Regions from separate parts of the Mus musculus genome. Here region 2 is linked to region 1. Evidence: chromatin contacts called from public promoter capture Hi-C data. All regions are on one chromosome and are shown on one strand. The core of a region is the stretch at or near the end of the contact, and the rest is flanking DNA. Distances in the headings are between cores, read along the strand shown. Region 1 holds the start of Lipc (lipase, hepatic). Region 2 holds the start of Aqp9 (aquaporin 9).

Region 1 (2,898 bases), core at 152-2,651:
CTCCCTCCCAGCAATCCAGGGAGTCTAGTAGTCCCACTTCTAAACAACAGCCCAGCCCCCACCCAGGCCCAGGGTTACATCACACCAGCCATCGTCACAGCTCCCTGGCTCACTCTTCAGTCAGCTCTCCTCTTTAGCCTTGCTCACATGCAAAACAACACAGATCAAATTATTTGCTCCTTTGTTCTATATGTCTGAGTCCTTTCTGTACCCCCTTCAGAGGAGTCTCCCTGCTCACGGGCCATCTTTCTGTTCTTGGAACACACCAAACATGTTCCAATCTCAGGACCTTTGCCTTAACTGTCTGAAAGTCTTTCTCCCCGCAGACTGGCCCCTTCACTCCCCTCAAGCCTTGGTTTCAGGTACAACTTCCAAGCAAGATTCACTCTGACCACTCTGTTTAAACCACTGCCTTCTCCATCACCCCTGGTATTTCTTTATTTGTACTTTATTTTTTTATTGCCGGGTGTCATCTAGCACAGGCTGACTTTGAACTCACTGTGGAGTCAGAAATGACCTTGAACTCCTGACACTCCCACCTCCTCCTGAATGCTGGGGCTATAGGCATGTGCCACCAAAGCCACTATACTAGGGATCCAGCCCAGGGTTTCATGCGTGCTAGGCAAGCACTCTACCAACTAAGCTATATTCCCAGCCAAATAGTTCTCAAACATGCATCTCTGCTTTCTACCATATAATCCTTCTCATGCCCACATTGCCCACGGCACGTAAACTCCACAAGGACTGGACTGCTTGCCTACTTTATTCACTTAACTATTCTTTAAAGCCAACAACAGCGCCTGGTACACAGTGGTGTTCAACACACAGCATTTATTTGTTCAGTGTGTCCATACTAAATCAACAACAACAACAAAATTTAAATCACACTAGAGAGCCAAGAACTCTGCAAGAGCTGCACATCACACCCTTTCTTGCCTGCTTTTGCTGAATGACCTTGCTTCACAGCCCTCTACTCTTGGCTGGACATTAATTAACCCAGTGAGTGCATTTATCCTGGGGTATCTCTCAACGGGGCCCTCAGCGAGACTCTGGTCTTTGCTTCTCACCCAGTTCCTTCTTAACCTGACCTCACCAGGCTCCAGCTCCTCTTTCAGCTATAAGACATGCTGCCCCATCACAATTACACCACAGGTGCCAGAAACATGGCTGAACTCAACAGGAAGCAGAGTCCCTGGGGGTGGGGGCTTTCATCTCTCTTTGGGATTGGCATGCGACTAGAAAGACCAGGACCACGACACTACCTCCCATTCAAGTACTATGGGGGGGGGCGGTAAAGCAGGCAATAATACAGAGGTCACCCAGCTGACCTTTGGTCAAATGTCCAAACACAGCACACTGACTCTCAATTGATTGATTCTGAACTATGAGCTTGGCTCAAGAGGAAAGAAGACCTGGCGAGGTGTTTTATTTCCAAAACTTATCGAGATAAAAAGTGCTTCTGTGGGTCAATCTAGATATTGATAGATTTGGACTGGAGAAGGTAAAGAAAGTGTTTAAATTCTAGGTAACGTGTTTTAAGGTTAATAATTAATGGGGGCCTTCCCCAGCTGAGCACCAAGAAGCACTCTGGTCTCTTTAGTTCTAGACATTAGCAAGAAGACCTCAGACCCCAGGTGAGGCCAGAGACATGGGAAATCCCCTCCAAATCTCCATTTTCCTGGTGTTCTGCATCTTTATCCAATCAAGTGCTTGTGGACAAGGCGTGGGAACAGGTAAGTGTTTATCTTTTCTCTAGAAATGGCCGTGAATTTTTTTTTGGTCTTGACTGTGTTGCAGAGATTGACATTGGGATGGGATCTGCTTCAGAGCTCATGAAGTGGTTCTATGAGTGGCTCCCAAGGTACCCAGAGCTGTGTAGCACTTTGTAAAAGGGACCGTATTTTCAAAAAGAGTAGATGAGAGTAGATGACAGGGAAAAAAAAAAGCCCCTGTAACGGGCAGTGTGGCCTCTTACAGGTGTCATATGGACACCATGGGAAAAGTTTTTTTTTCAGCAGACAATGACCTGAAAGACTTGAAAGACAATGACCTGAAAGACTTGGGATCATCCTTAAAGTTCATTTGAATTCTAATTTGTCATCTGGGAGCCATCAAACGCTCTGTCCTATTGGGGTTGTGAAATCGCCTTGCTCTCTCCCAAGAGAAGGGAATCTGAGTCCTGTTTCTAGTCCTGCCTAAAGCAGAGATGTCATTCGCATGTTTCCTAGTCTTTACATTTTTCTGGCAAAGCTTTTCTCCTGAGCTGAAGGAGCCGCCGCCATCAGTCTTTTTAGTCCATGGCTTTATAAACTACAGTGATGGCCAAGGATAGACTTCCATGCCCTGCCAGGCAGATGGGGTCCAGGTTCCTGGCTGAATGGCGTGTTAGATCAGTAAATGGTAGGATTGACTGGACAACTTGACCAAATTAGACAGGGGTTTGGAACCTTGCTTCTGTGCCCATTGTCATGAAGATCTGCTGGCCTAGAATGTTTAAAATTTTGATGGATGGATGGATGGATGGATGGATGGATGGATGGATGGATGGATGGGTGGATGGATGGATGGATGGATGGATTTGGAGACAGGGTCTGTGTAACCCAGGCTAGGGTCGACATTGAGATCCTCTTGAGCACTGAGGAGCACTGAGGTCACAGACTTGAGCATCTATATCCACCGGAGACTTAAACTTTTCTTTCCTCAAGGATGAACTAGAAAGATGGTTCAATGGTTAAGTGTGATTGCTGTTCTTCCAAGACTTTTAACATGAAAGGATGCTGAAATTTGTCAAATGCTTTTTCAGCATCTAATGAAATGATCATGAGGTTTTTTTCTTTGAGTTTGTTTATATAGTGGACTACATTGATGGATTACCGTATATTGAACCATCCCTGCATC
Region 2 (2,700 bases), core at 53-2,552, 230 kb before region 1:
CCTTCCAGCCTGCCTCCTCAGCTGGAAATGATTGAGGGCCTCCTGCAAAGGTAGAGGAGGGCCCCAAAGAAGACTGGGAACTGGGCAGGCTGCTCTGAGGGAGGGAAGGAGGGTGGGAGGGAGGGAGGGAGGGAGGGAGCATAGCATGGGTTCAAGTCAGTGGACTGCCTGGGGGTGTTTAGAGACTACTGCCTCCAATTCCGTCTTTTCAGACAAACCAGCTTTGGAAATCAGGGCTTGCTTATTGATCAGGTCAAGAAGCTATTATAAGATGTAGTCTGTTGCCTGTGAGGATGTTAATTCATCAGATTTAAACTAGATACCTTAGTGGGGCATAGTTACTCCTCTCTTCTTTAACTGGGATGGGATTGACTGGTCAGAGGGCTAGAATTCCAGTCCTCTGCTTTCTCTATCTTTCTGATTCTTGAATCCTAAACTCTGTTTACCAGATAGGGAGACCACTTCAGTGAACAAGAGGGAGTTCCCATCTTGTCCCATAAACACCTTAACACCCTCCCCTCCCCTCCCCCCTCTTTCCCTCCCTCCCTCCTCCCCCCCCTTTTTTCCTCTCAAGACAGGGTTTCTCTATATAGCCCCAACTGTCCTGGAACTCATGTAGACCAGGCTGGGCCCTTGAACTCACAGAGATCAACCTGTCTCTGCACACACACACACACACACACACACACACACACACCTCACCCCCCACCCTACCCCCAGCGCTGGGATTAAAGGCAGCACTAACCCAATGCCCCATAAACTTACATTTCGGAGCCTTTAAACTGCCCTTCCATAAGTTAATTTAGTTATTTCTGGAGCCCTTCAGAAAGACTCCAGCAGTCCCATGAACTCCCCGAGGCACTACTAGAGCCAGCCTAGTCTCTTTCCCTTACACTCTCCAGTTTGGAAGAAAACCTTCAGGAGAGAATGTTCACAGTGAAGGTGTCTATACCTGATTGAACTATTCTAAATTACACCCAAACTGCCCACTTCCGAATAGGAGAAAACAAATCATCAGAAGGCTGAAGTTGTGTAACAGGTAAATCTCTTCTGGACCAAGGCCCATCTCTGGTTTGGCAACCCAACCAACGTAGCATCTCTTTTCTCATCTCCTGGAAAAAAAAAAAAAAAAGAAAGAAAGCCAACAGAGAAAAAGTAGCCAGAGAACAGAGAATAAAGGTAATGATTAATCTGTCAAGTACAAAAAGAGTCATTTTGAGGATTTGGAATTATAACTCATTAATGCAAACAAATAGCAATGAGCTGGGAGGGAGGGAGGGGCTGACAGCAGAGGCAGACAAGGATTAAGTCACAGTTCCTAATTAGGACAGGCTCTCTGACACAGTCAGGTATCTCTTTAGTCGCCTCCAGAGATCCGTGCAGAGCTAAGTGAGCTTGGTTTTTTTAAAATTCTTTTTTGTTTGGTTTGGTTTTCATGTGGTAGTGAAGGCAGGAAACTGAGCGAGCAGACCTTGGTGGAAAGCTTACCTCTGGCAGAAACCCCAAGATGCCTTCTGAGAAGGACCGAGCCAAGAAGAACCTCGTGCAGAGGCTGGCCCTGAAGAGCTGTCTGGCTAAGGAGACACTCTCTGAGTTCCTGGGCACCTTTATAATGATTGTGAGTATTGCTCGATTTCCATTTTCCCAGTTCAGACCTAACCCCGCCTTCCTGGCTGCCAGGCGTCTGGAGCAGGGCGTTTGTTTTTTTGTTTTCCCTGATTATCAGTTCCAGTCCCTTCTAGGAGGCAGCAAGTCACTTTCTAGGTTACTTGACTATTTGGTGACCATTAAGAGCTTCGTTCGCTCTTAACGTGTAGCCAAGACAGTTGATAGGAGTGGAGAAGGGGGAAGGGGAGTACTTCTTCATTTTAAAATGTCTCAAAGTGGCTTTTATGATGAAAGAGTTGCTAGACATTGCTTCCCATTTGGTGACTGAGTCATCTGAAACAAACATTAATGGTCAATAGATAGCGTGGAACAGGCTGCCAAGAGAGGTGCCTGGCAGTTTTGTTTGTTTGTTTGTTTGTTTATTTATTTATTTATTTATTTGTGTGTGTGCACGAATGCACACAAGTGCATCTGAAAATGGCCTGGCAGTTTTATTTATTTGTTTGTTTGTTTGTTTATTTATTTATTTATGTGTGTGCACCAATGCACACAAGTGCATCTGAAAATGGCCTGCTGGAGTCAGCTCTCCTTCCACCATCCTTCCACCATGTGGACTCTAGGGATGGAGCTCAGGTCATCAGGCCCGGCAACAGGGACTTTTATCTCGTGAGTCATCTCACCGGACCTACTTAGTAAATCAGAACTTGGGGTTAGTATGGTGTGTGTGTGTGTGTGTGTGTGTGTGTGTGTAGCCTTGTGTTGGTTTCATATAATTTCTCCCTTTTGATTGAACTTGACTTGAGCAAATCTCTCAAGGTCTTTAAATTGAACTTCATAGAGTTAAACATGGACAGGCCTAAGAATCTCAAAAAGAGATTGGCTCAGCTATGAAAACAAACAAAACAAAGAATAAAACAGAGACCAGAAACTATTGCTACTTTCTGAACTGGTGTGAGCCCTGGCCTCAGGCTTTTTTTAAAATGGGACAGCTATTTATTTCTATTTATCTATTTATTTATTTATTTATTTATTTATTTATTTATTTATTTATTTTGGTTTTTCGAGACAGGGTTTCTCTTTATAGCCCTGGCT

What was found. Capture Hi-C pulls out chosen DNA fragments and counts their contacts.
Region 2: a promoter capture Hi-C map of liver shows a contact between it and region 1. The contact joins the promoter of Aqp9 here to the promoter of Lipc in region 1. A contact is called at or near these places in 2 of 39 promoter capture datasets (both in liver), 8 of 484 Hi-C or Micro-C datasets (the G1E-ER4 cell line, erythroblasts, liver and 2 more), 1 of 115 datasets of contacts at active chromatin or transcription factors (embryonic stem cells) and 2 of 9 other capture datasets (liver and pancreatic islet).

What each region holds. Positions count from the first base shown.
Region 1 is chr9:70,933,311-70,936,208 of GRCm38.p6, reverse strand. It overlaps Lipc (lipase, hepatic), which reads left to right and starts at 1,401. Exons shown (of 9, transcript NM_008280.2): 1 at 1,401-1,733. The coding sequence starts at 1,649. The region is part of intron 2 of Gm32017 (a long non-coding RNA gene); the gene reads right to left.
Region 2 is chr9:71,161,891-71,164,590 of GRCm38.p6, reverse strand. It overlaps Aqp9 (aquaporin 9), which reads left to right and starts at 1,302. Exons shown (of 6, transcript NM_022026.3): 1 at 1,302-1,618. The coding sequence starts at 1,508.